Regions from separate parts of the Bactrocera dorsalis genome. Here region 1 is linked to region 2. A link is a contact called in public Hi-C data. All regions are on one chromosome and are shown on one strand. Each heading gives the region's core, a stretch centred on a gene start, on an enhancer-like site or on the middle of the called end of the contact. The rest is flanking DNA. Distances are from core to core; before and after follow the strand shown. Region 1 holds the start of LOC105229801 (platelet binding protein GspB). Region 2 overlaps LOC105229801 (platelet binding protein GspB).

Region 1 (6,757 bases), core at 3,390-5,889, 91 kb after region 2:
CTAATTAACAACGTAACGTTCCTAAAATTAAATCCTATAATTTTTGTTTTACTTTTAATCGCACAATGCTTATCAAGCTGCTTGCATTTTTCTCTAAAAATTTAGTTTACGTCACAAAATATACAAAAATTAGCCGTAATTGGCGTTGAACCGCAAAAATTAAAAAAAGTGTATAAACAGAACAGGAAAAGAAATATTAAAAAAATGCTTGCAAAATTTTTGCTTAATCCGAACTAAAATTAAAATATTATACTTTACTAATTATTTTAAAGTTTTCAGTTCCAATTATTGTTTCTAAAAATTGTATATTTTATTTTATTAATTATTATTAATGCGGCTTCTTAAAACATAGATGAGTCGTCCGACATATACTGTTATTGATATTATATAAATTTATTTGATTTTTTAGTTTAAGGAGTTCAAAATTATTCATATCATCATTGTTTATTCTTTTTCTATTTTTTTAGTAATATATTGTTTTTAATATCACTAATTAAATGTTATATATAACAATTATTATAGTTTTCATTAAAAAAAAATCACTTTTCAATAATTTAATTCATTTTCATATTTATTTCAACACTGAAAGTTCCAATGTCCAATCAAATTCAATTTATGTTAGGTGAGGTTATTCTGGTAAACCAATGAGCCACACACATACCAGTTTTGGTCATTTACCATATGGAGTTCAGTAAGTGGGTTCAGTTACTGGTTCCATGAGCAATAGTCATCCTTTGGGATTCAAGGATAATTCAATTTCAAATCACAAAACATATTTTCTTTGTATCTTAGCAGCTTTTGTAGAATATTTCACGACATTTCGCCTTAGAAAATTTTAGAAAAAAATTATGATTTAAGTCTTAAATAGACTACTTCCAAAGCAGCACAGTACAAAACTCAATTTTCGCCTTAGAAAACGTTTAAAAAAATAATTATTTAAGTCATAAAGCCACACAATACAAAAATCACTAAGAGTCTCAACAAGTCTCTTTTTTTGTTTTCAGTCCTTTGAGTTTTACATTATTAGCGCTTTAAGTAGTCCAGCTGTACTTAAGAAAGATTTTATTATTATTATATGTAGTAATTTTGTTAACGAAGATTTATTTTTTTTTTTGTTATAGTTTAGTTTTTCATAGTTCACTTCGGAAAAACAAGAAGAAACGCACGATGAACTGTCATTATACATATGTATATCTTCCTCTTCTTTATTGGCACCGCTTATAGAGGTTATAACTATATACGTATTTCAATTAGTCAATACTTATTTCATGATATCTTCAAATCATATTTGCATAACTATTATTCCTAATTATATTTTTTCAACCGAGTATCTTTTATGCACTTCGAAGCAGTCACTTTTAAGGTGGAATGCAAAAGCAATTTTTATAAGGTCCTATTAAACATATACATACGTACATATCTATACACAGCTCACATTTTTAAATATTTTAAAAGCATTACCATAATTTCTTTTCACAAAATACAAATACACTTGCATATTTTTCTTGCCTTTGCTGCTTAAATGCTATTGGAAATCCTGAGGCACATTATTGGTTAAGCTTGCTCACTTAAGTTTGATCAACATATGTATATATTTTTTATTCAAAGCACTAACACTCAAGAAACAGATTTCCAAAAGCCAAGTTTTTAATTAAATAATTAGTCACTTTTTCACTATATATGAATATATATTTTAATCTGAATATAAATCTTCCGCAAATTCGTATTTAGCACATATTTTTCATGCTTCTGAAAAGTCCATTTCGCAACCACACAAATGTATAGTTGAGCATTACGCCAATAAAATTTACAAAAAATGTACTTAGAATTTCAATATTTTTAGTCACTTTGTTTAATAATGATTGTTTGTTGTTTTCTCAATATTTTTAGTCACTTTACTCATAATTGTTTCATGTTTATTTTTTTTCAATGTGTTTACTTGTATGCTTTTTAGGGAACACTAAAATAACCTTTGGTGCAGAGCAAGTACTAGGATAAATAGTTGTAAGGACTGACTTAAGCAGTGTTTGTCCGGTTTTTTTTTTTTAATTTTTTAAATTTTATTTGCAAAACAGAAAACTAATATTGTATTTATTCAAAGTTTTCATATTATTAAAACAGCTGATTAGGAAATTTATTACAAATTTGCGAGCACTTTTGTTGATTTTCTGGCACTTATTAGTTATTATAGCTTTCTTTTTCTTTAAATTTAGCACTCTGCTACGTTTAAGGTTTTTATTAGGTTGTTTTGATTCAAAATTTATATATTTTTTTTTAATTTTAGTTAATTTCACTATACTTATACTTTTTAGTAATTTTTTAAATTTTTATGAATTTTCTTTTTAATTTTTTTAAATTAAAATTTGTTTTTAATGTTTTAATATAATATTTTTTTTTGTTATGTGTACTATACTACTACATTTTTTTAAATTAAAAAGTTATGGCTTTTTGACGGCCTTAATCATTTCTAAAAATATACTCAAAACTTTTTGTTGTTAATTAATATTAATGAGTTTTGCATTTCTCTAGGGTTTTATTTGCTCTTTTATATATTTGCAATATTTTTCAATTACTACAAAAGTGAATAAATTAAAGTTTTCAATAGTTATTTTTTATCCGGTAACTTTAGCTATTATCGTCCGTTTTAAAATGTTGCTGCATTTAAGGATCACATAGATTTTATTTTTATAGTGTTCAATTTTACTACAAAAGTTAATAATTTACTAATTATTATTAATTTTATTTATTAATTTCATCTAATTAATTTTATTTAATTAATTTATTAATTATTATTAATTTTTATAATTAATTATTAATTATTATTAATTTTTAATTACAATTTTTTTTTCAATTTTATAATTTGTTTTGATTATAACTTTAATTTTATTAAATTATTTTGCATTTACTTTTACTTTCTTGCTTTCGTTTCAAAATATTTTTATATCTTTCCAGTTTTCTAGGCACCCATTCACACATTACACTCAATTTTAATAAAAAATAATAACAATTCACTTCGGCTGCATTGCCGTCGGTCAAACAACACGACATTTTTTCAAACCTACCGCACTTTCTCACTGCTATACTTCCGCTATGCGCACGACGTTTACTGCCTTTCCCGCTTCGCTAATGCTTCGTCGCACTCGAAACACTTTTTTCCAGTTCACTTTGCATACTCGTTTGGCGTTGCATTTTTACAAAAGTCTCATTTTTTTCGAAAACTTTCAACATTTCACGAAATTTTTTATATTTTCAATTACTTAAAAGAGTTCAGTACACACTACGCTGGCACGGCAAAAAACCAACAAAAAAAAGTAATTTCTTTCCGCCTTTTCTACACAATCAGCCGCCGCTGGTCTTTCTGTAGTCAGTTAGTTAGCGATTTGCTGCTATTGCCGCTAATGCGATCCGTTCTTAGCCGTTGCGTGTCTCGTCTCGTTCGTTGCAAGCGAGTAACTTTTTGCATGTGTTGCGTTGCGTTCGCTGAGTGTGCGAATATGCGGTGGCTGACTGCCGACTGCCCGACTGGCTGACTTGCTGCCTGCCTGGCTGGCTGCTTGCCTGCTTGGTTGGTCGGTTGCTTGCTTGGTGGCTCTTGGTTGTTGGTTGTTGCTTTTTTAGTTGGCGTGCTAACTGGCTAACTGCACGAGTGGCTGCCCGAGTGGCTGCTGTTGCCGCTGTCGCTGTCGCTGCCACTGCTGCTGCTGTTACTATTTCTACTTCTATGGTTGGTTCCTTCCGCTGGCGCTGCCTGATGACAGCCTAAGTGTCCCACTGCCAGGCTATCTCACTGGCTTGCTAAGTAGCCCTGTGTGTCCAACGGCGCTGACGCACTGACTCGCTAGCTAGCTGGGATGACTAGCAGACTGTTTGGCAGATCGACTGGCCCGCTCCTACTACCAACACACATTCGGTACTGTCGCTGGTGTCTGGCCTAGCGCTGTGCTGCCACCGCGACTCTAGTCACTTTGCTACACACACACACATACACACCTAAATGCTGGGCGCAAACATATGTCGGTGTGTGCGTCTTCTAGAAATTTTGTGTGTGCGAAGTGCCGCTAATGCCGTTTGAGTGAACTCACTCGCTCGCGGACGCTCCTGCCAAAGTCATAGTCTCCTATATTAATTCTATGCGATACGTTGAGTTTTTGCTGTTGTTGTAGTGGTCAGTAGTGTAGTTGATGCGTGCAGTTGTAGTTGTGGCGATCCGCAAACATTTTGTGTGTGGAGCCAAAACGCATTAACACTCAAAGCATCAAACCGCTGCCGCCAGCGTCGCAGAAAACTTAGAGCAAACTCAGCGGAGGAGCAGGCGGCCGAAGAATTCGTGAAATGTTACGTACGGCCAGTGTCACTGTCGTGAGAAACAGTAAAATGCACACACTCACACACCCGTTTATGAGTTCCAACACTCAGAAATTTACAAATTTTACACAGCGCCACCTTCCCCCTTCCGCGGTCACAGGCGTAACATATGCGAAGCAGCGCGGCTGTAAGCAACATTTTGTTGGCGCTCAGCGTGCGTTTTTCTAGCTAATTCATAGCTGAAATGCTAAGGGCACACAAACACACACCCACACACAGACACACCAACGAACGACCACCGACGATTTACTCACTTGCTCACTGTGCGTTTCAGCGGCTCGAACAGCGCGCGCTCCTTGCGCCACCACCCGCTCCTTGTTGGCAGACCGCGCGACTCTGAGGCACACACTTGTTCACGTCACGCTCTGTGTGCGAAAATGCAATTCCACTCAAACTAGTCTCCTAAACCTCCTATTGGTCTTACATATGTGCGGTTACGAGTGCGAGCCACGTACCGGCGCACCACACCCCGCCCACTTCACACACTACCATTGCCAGTGGCATTTCTATTTGCAGTCAACGCACAATTCGCATGCGAACCTCGGCGGCAGAGAGTCTTGTTGGCGACAAAGCGTCCAGTGGTTGGGAGCGTCAGAGCGTATGTTGCAATTCGAACTCCTGTTGGCCTACAGCGCCGCTCAAATACTCGTGGAATGTGCTCTTAAAAGCAAGGAGAAGAACTGTGAGCACACACACGCATACAAACATACAATCAACTACCTGCAAACTACAAAAATCATCAAGTAGTCAGTGGCTTTTGCTTAGAAATAGGCGCTCACTACACACCTTCCGTGGCCCCCGCCACCTGTTCACATACCAGTCACACATACAAGCAACACGCAACTCACTCCTGCTGTGAGCGCACATGAGTAACACGCTTTTACTCTTTCACTGTTTAAGCATAACGAGTTGCAAAACGTATCCCCACCAACAAACATTGCGAATATACACTCTTAAATGTTGCCAGCAACATGTTGCGATAGCTTGTAAGAGCGCCAATCAGCATTTAACTGTACTGTAAAGCAGTAGTGGCAATAAAAATAATTAAAACAATTTATTATCATTACATTTTAGCTCAAACTCATGCCGTTGCCGTTACTCTTTGGCCTGCTGCTGTTTGGCAACATGTTGCTGGGCGCACACTGTTGTGTAGCAGTAGTATAGGAAGTGTCTAATGTATGGAGTAGGCGATTTCTCCATTTGAATTACATACTTTGAAATGCGTAGAATATTTTGGTGTAGTGTTAGCGAGAAGTGAAGGGTTTAAGCTTATGTATATCAATGAATAGAATAGTTTTCGGCACTCGTGGTGCAAATGAAAAGGTGAAATGTTAACGAAAAGTTCTTTAACCTAATTCGGATAGCTAGCAAATATTAGTTTGGGGTATTTGATGTGTATTTCGAGTGTGTTTTGAGTGTCAATAAATTTAGCAGTAATTAATAATTAATTTAAATATATATGTATATATAAAAATAGTACATATTTTACATATTTTCAAATAAAATAATTTAGTATAAAATTTTTTTTAATTCATTCAACTTTATCTAGTTTTCTTCTATTCAATTTAATTTAATTCAGTCAAAAGTCGAGTTTTTGCAAGCCAAAAGCGACTAGGTTTTTGGTAAAATTCAACGTGAAAAAATAGCAATTTTTAATTATTTTCAACCGTAGGTTATTGTGCGGAAAATATCTTCTATTAGAGAATTTATTTTTAAATTAATTATTTTTTTTTTGCTTTCCATTATCTCATTCCTTCATCATTGTACCCAAATCAATTTAAGTTCAATTCAATATTTCGCTTATTATAACTTAACTAATCTTAACTTAACTTAACTTAACTTAACTTAACTTAACTTAACTTAACTTAACTTAAAACTTTACTTAAAACTTAACTTAACTTAAATTAAGTTAACTTAGCTTAATTTAGCTCAACTTAGCTTAATTTAATTTTAATTTAGTTTAATTTTATTTAATTTTATTTAATTTTGTTCAATTTAATTTTAATTCTTAACTTAATTTTAATTCGTTTTTTTATTTTAATTTATATTCTATTTGATTTTATTATATTTTTTTTTTTAATTTTTTTTTACTTAATTTGTTTAGCTTATTTTTTTCAATATTTTTTTTTAATTTAAATATTAATTCTACCTTATTTGCTTAATGGTAATTTTTAATTTAATTATTTTATTTTTTATTTAATTTCATAGACTTCATTTTCCAAAAACAATACTTCCGACTAAATACCATACCAATCACACTCAACATTCGTTCAACTGTTTCCACTGTTTTTTTCTTTTATTTACTACATATTTTAGCTACTTTTTTACCTCTACAATTTCTCTGTCTCTAACTTTAAACATTTCTCTACAAAATTCAAATTACTTACGTACA
Region 2 (6,444 bases), core at 1,783-4,282:
CCGCTGCAAGTAGCCATAACACTGCGGCCAACACAACACACAGCGTTTAAGCTCTTGTAATTACAATAATTATAAAGTTAATTCCAATTAGGTAATATGTGCGGGAACGAGGGTGGGTGGTCAGAGCGGCATAAATTGGCATAGGTGTGAGCGAGGATTAAGCCAAGTAAAGTACGTATGTGGCAAGTTAGTAGTGTTTTATGAGGTAGTTTCAATCCCAAATGAGGTTTAAGCTATTGGAAAAATTTGCAATTCGAGGGCTTTAAGACTCTACAGAACACAAGCAAAGGTTCTAGACCGAGAAAATACCACCACATATTCAACTAATGACCCTAAGAAGTACGAAACTGGAACCAAATCGAATTCAGCAGCCGTTAATTCTCTAAATAATTCTCCTTGAACCATCGAGTTTGCATGCTTCTTAAAATAAATGGATTCACAGAGTGTTCAATTGAGTTCTAAACTATTTCCGAAAGGTTAAAAATACCAAATCGAACTTAGACTTCGTTAATTTTCACAATATTTCTTCTTGAACCTTGATGCTGTTGATATTTCTTCTTGAATCCTGTTATTGTTGTTGTTATCATAACGGTTATCTATATATTTCCCGTTAGGTTTGTAAGGTTCAGACAAGTTGCCATGGAGGTCATCCAACGGTAGGCCCAGGAAACATGCGGTGTCAAGGGTCGGACCTTTGAGACAGAGGTGTTAGATGTATAGGGTTAACTGGGCATGCACAGAGGTCGTTAGAGTCATGCGGGTACTCATTGCATGCTGGACATAAATTTGGTATGTCAAAGTCGATTCTGAGTAAGTTGGAATTTCACCTGCTTCAGTGTCCAGAACGCAGCTGCGCAAGAGTCACTCCCGATTCTCACGGCATATCGGGCTCTACGTCTGCGATGGGTGGTGATTTGACTTTAAGTACGACATTCACTGAGAGGCGAAGATGTTTATGTTAGTTGCGTCCGAAGTCTGGTTGGCTCTTCTTGAACCATTGTGTTGCATGCTTCTTATAATAAATGGGTACACAGAGTGTTGAATTAAGTCTTAGGATACTTTCGAAAGGTTAAAAATACAAAATCGTGGAACTTTCTATACTACAAATATGAGTAATGGTTATTATTATTCCTTATTAAAAATTTCACGGTGCCTTATGTTGGGATTCTAACAGTAATAAATGTAAATAAAATAGTTACTCCTACAAGATGAAAGAGGTTTAGAACGATATTCTGGCACTAGAAATCAGTCCGGATCTAACCTCACTTTATCATATTCCATAGATGAACGAGAGATGGACTAAATTATGGAATCATAAAAATATAAATATATATAAATAAAATATATACTCGTACAGTCAGCAATAAGTTCAAACGATATTCTACATTAGCAAATTGGTCCTAACCTCACTTTATTACCAAACCGAGAATAAGGAGAGATTGAGTAAACAAACCATGAGGTAATACATACAGGTAACACAAACTAGAAAATCATTTAGAGTGACATTCTAACAGTTTGTAACTATATGAAGCTAACCTGACTTACTAGACAAAATAATTTAGAACTATATTCTAGCCATTAGTACATAAAGTTAACCTCACTTTTCTAGCAAACAAAGAAGAATGGTAGTTTTAGTAAGTTTTGGTATCCTAAGATAAGAGTCTTGATAACAATGGAATACGGAGACAACTATAATAACGAAAGACAATGGCATATGAAAGAAAATTCAGTGGAGTCCATTAAGTCATGTCGTCTGACTCTCTGTTTGCAAATATGTGAACTTGTTCTTCAGTTTTTGAGATATCGGTCTGAACTTTTGCACACATTCTTCTCTCTTCAAGATGTTGCTCATTTGTCAGAAATGCCGATATCGGATCACTATAGCTTATAGCTGCCATATAAACTGGCCAATAAAAATATAGTCTTTGTATGAGAAACTTTTATATTTGACAAGATATCTTCACGAAATTTGATACAGATTATTGTTTCAAGCAACGGTACGATGTCTGGAGAAATTGTTCAGATCGGACCAATAAAACCTATAGCTGCCATAGAAGTTGAACGACCAAATCAAGTCCTTGTGTGGGAAACTTTTTTAATTGAGATGATATCTTCACGAAGTTTGGTCCGAATTATTGATTTAAGAAACGGTACGATGTCTGGAAAAATTTTTCAAATTGGACTAATATAACCTATAGGTGTCATACAAGTTGATCGATCACATAAAGTCTTTGTATGGGAAACTTTTTTAATTGAGAAGATAAATTCACCAAATTTGGTTCAAAGTATTGTTTCAAGCAACAGCACAATATCTGGGGAAATTGTTTAGATCAGACCATTCTAGGCTATGGCTGCCATATAAACTGTTGGTCAAAATGAAGTTCTTGTATGAGAAACTTTTTTAATTGAGCAAACATCTTCACGAAATTTCCCACAGATTATTGTTCAAAGAAACGCTAAAATCTCAGAAAAAAAATGTTCAATCTAAGAACCAGAGCAAATATATATGTATATAGCAATAGCTATCATACAAACTGACTGATCAAAATCAAGTTCTTGTATAAAAACTTTTTATTTTAAGAATGGTGTTATACATAGTTTCCCTGCATCCAATAATAAAAATATTTTTGTTATTATATTCATACAGCATAAAACTTTTCCAAATGGCTTAGAAGATATTACTTGCTAAACGCTTTAACTTATTTGTACGTATGTATGTTCTCTGCCACCGAAAAATTATTGGCATGTGCCCTTTCTTGTTGTCGAAGTTTTATTACAGTATTGTTGTGGCATATTTAATTATTAACGCTGCAATGTTGAACTAAGCTTAAATAAACAAATAGTAAAAACAACAACAATAACAACATGGATATGCCTTCTCACACATATCACACTATATAAGACACGGTGCGTTTATGTAGTTATTCATACCCGTTACCTCTCGAGTATATGTATGTCAACTTACACCACTCGCCTCACACACACCAAAGTTTCCACATTTCAGCGCAAAACAAATGTTATTGCTCGCAATTGCATTCGTGCTCTTAAAATGTTTTAATTGCATTTGTCATATATCACATTCGCTTTCTCTTCAAACGCGTTGCAACATGCACTGGCAACAAATATTTTGCTCTTCTGCACATATTTCGCAAAATGCGCTCTTCTTTTGGTAAATTTCTTTCGCTCATATTGCACTAAAATGCATTTGGAGGCGAAGAGTGTTGTACACGCTACGAAATGAGTGCAGTTTTTGAGCATATGAGCGTGCGTAAGTCGGCGCGGGAGAGAGAATGAAGGAAATTAAAAATTATGGGGTTGTAGAAAAAGTGAAAAAAATGTAAATCACGGCATGTTTTCATCCCTTCAATAGAAATCTTCCACTTCTGGCTGCCCTTCATTGCTTTCTTGCCACCAGTCTTCAGTGAGTAGCAATGTTTTGTTGTTATCTTCGACGTGTTGAGTGATTTTCTTATCGCTAAAATTCTTAAGGGTAAAAATTATATATATTTTTTTTTATTTTTGAATGTAGCTTTATTATTCACTTCCCCTAAACCCAAAACACACACACGCGCCCAACCTACAAGCGAATACACGCATCGGCAAACCCCCTCACCTCGCTCTCAAATGCACCGCATGCTCTCTCACTGAATTCTCTCAGGCCCTCATTAAACAGAGCACGCAACGCGCTAACCCCCAAAGCACCCCACCACTGCCTCCTCCCACCAACTACGTTTAATAATGCTTCTAAGCTTTCGGGGGCGGTGTGAGGTGGCAGTGTGCGTTTCACAATTACTCACACACACACATGCAAAATATTCATTCATTTTTCCCAGAGTCAACTTGCAATCGCATTACACTGCATTTTTTGTTGCTGTTGTTTTGGTTGCGCTTTTATAATTTATTTGTCATCGCCAACCTTGAAGCGCGTTTTCGGTGGAACGAGCGTAAATGGGGGTTCGCTTGTTACGCTATCGCTTTTCCTATGCACGCGTTAGTTTGTTGGTGTTGTTGTTGTTGTGCTACAAGCATTTGTACGTTTACGTGTTTTCTCGCCTATTTTAGCTGCTACAATTCTTTATCGTTTATTATTTGTTGTTTTAGTTATTGTATGATTATTGTTTTTGCTGTTGTTGCAGTGCACGCGCAAGTGCGTGTCCATAAGTCTATCTACAGTCATACGCCCTGTTGTACTTGCGAACGTACATATGCGCATCAGCCAGCTACATACACTCACACTCATACACATGCATTCCGCATGTACAGTTATTAAGACGCCCGTTTGGTGTTCGCAAGAAAATGCACTTAAAAGTACATTAGGCATTAACCCGTTTGTGGTTACAAAAAATATGAATTTATTTTCATAGTAAGGAAATAATAGTATGTGTGTGCCAGACGGCGGACTATTATAAGAATTTTATAAGAAAAAAAAATATTTTTTGCATTATTAGCGTTTTTTAGTGTAATAGACAGCTTCTGTGATAAGATTCTTCACAAGAACTTGAGTTCGATCGTTCAGTTTGTATGGCAGCTATATGCTATAGTGATCCGATATCGGCGATTCTGACAAATGAGCAGCTTCTTGAGGAGAGCAGAATATGTGCAAGATTTCAGATCGATATTTCAAAAACTGATGAGAAATTGGCTCTTTTCAATTAGCTCAAAAGCAACTCTGCATCTGGTTGATATGAAATCCGATAAAGGAATCGAATAAACGCAATTATTAACCCTTAAAATCGGACAACAGGACAATTGAACAAATATTAATGGAAATTTAGAAGAATAAGTCTATTGAGCTTCCTTAACTTTTTGAAAGGCTTGGATGTTCTGTAAAGTGTTTGCGAGTATTATTCTGTACTCATATCGGTTATTTTCAAAAACCCCAAAAATTAGTGTCTGCATTGAACTAACTTCGTTGATATCGAAGAAAAATCAAAATCCGTCGAAGGGTTGTCAAGTTGCTACAGACTAGAGATATATTAAATAGTCTTTTATGGACTTTGAAACTCACAAGGTATTAATAGTGAAACGCCTTGAAATTCAGACCAATCTGCGCTCTATTATTTGAATAATTTTTTTAAAACCCCTTCGCATCGATCTATATGTTTTCTGCCAAAATATTGACGTACGCGCTTGTTATTGTCGATGTTTTAGTACAGTATTGTTGTGAGATATTTAATTATTAATGCTGGAATGTAAAAAACAACAACATCAAGGATATGCCTTTTCATGCAAATCACTATATATAGGACAAGTTGGATTTATTTAGTTATTCACACCCGTTACCTATCTGTATTCCCAAAAATTAGGCTATACATTGAATTAACTTTGTTGGCGTCTAAGAAAAATCAAAATCCATCGAGGGGTTGTCAAGTTGCTATAGGCTAGATATATAATAAATAGTCTTATATGGGCTTTGAAACTCACAAGGCATTAATAGTGAAATGTCAGATCAATTTACGCTCTATTACTTGAATAATTTTTAGAAATCCTTAATATCGATCTATGTATATAGCAATAGACGTTCCAAATCCCAAATTATCAAATTTCGAGTGTAAAAAGCAATTAAGCTAGAAATAAAAACAGGGAAGCTCAACGCTCCAGAAAGATATGTCGGTGGATTTTGGTTAGAGAACAAATTAAATAAATTAATTTAGGTTATTATATATGACCTTGATTTTTTGAACTGAAAATCATCATACAAGTATAATCTGCTCTAACTAGAACCAAGCTCAAAGAAAAACTACCATAACCTAAAAACAAACAAGAAGGTTGTTATGGCCTGAATGACATACATAAATCATGAAACGGAAGATCACTGTTCCTATTCTCATACTTCCAGTAAGTTTTTCACGATGAAAATAGTTTAAAGAAGAAATAGAAATGGGAAGGTAGGTTACTAATTAACTATTTGGTACAAAAAATTGCTAAGGTAGGCGTGAAAACTGTTAGCGAATCAACAAAGCTAATAACGAAGTGTTAAAAATGTCAACGGAGTACAAAAACAAAAGCCTCTTCCAGCGGAATGACAAAGCAAATTATTTGCTAAGCAATGATTAACACATTTGCTGGGACAAAAAAATAAATAAATTTAGTTGAGTGTTGAGGTTATGATAATTACATTGCAAAAATCTATATAAATCTGATGCAAAATAGAAAATCGTAATCAAAACAGAAAGAAGTTTAAATGCCTCACGCACAGCCAGCCGACAAGCTGTGGAAATTGACGACAAATGTCTAGACTTTTTGCCTTCTTGAAGTCTTTTAAGAATGCACTTCCGATGACCCGCCCACAGCGATTCCTTCTTCCATCTTATAGTACAATAACAACCAACTACAAGTTCTCTACCAACTTATATGAGTGTTACTCCATTAAAAGCAATTCCCGTTAGCGCCTCACACCACCAATGCGCCGTTAGCCCAGCGAAGCTAACTTTACGCCATCAC

Evidence for each region. Hi-C and Micro-C count contacts between places; a contact is called where the count stands out from the background.
Region 1: a contact with region 2 is called in a Hi-C map of whole body, with 9 times the contacts expected there. The contact joins the promoter of LOC105229801 here to the enhancer-like site in region 2.

What each region holds. Positions count from the first base shown.
Region 1 is chr4:60,606,208-60,612,964 of ASM2337382v1, forward strand. It overlaps LOC105229801 (platelet binding protein GspB), which reads right to left and starts at 4,640. Exons shown (of 11, transcript XM_049454139.1): 1 at 4,620-4,640.
Region 2 is chr4:60,516,674-60,523,117 of ASM2337382v1, forward strand. All of the region lies in intron 3 of LOC105229801 (platelet binding protein GspB), which reads right to left. Among protein-coding and RNA genes, the nearest start is that of Trnas-cga, 3.9 kb to the right of the region's middle. Within about 2 kb of position 3,033, the one cell type or tissue checked has open chromatin away from gene starts, as enhancers often do.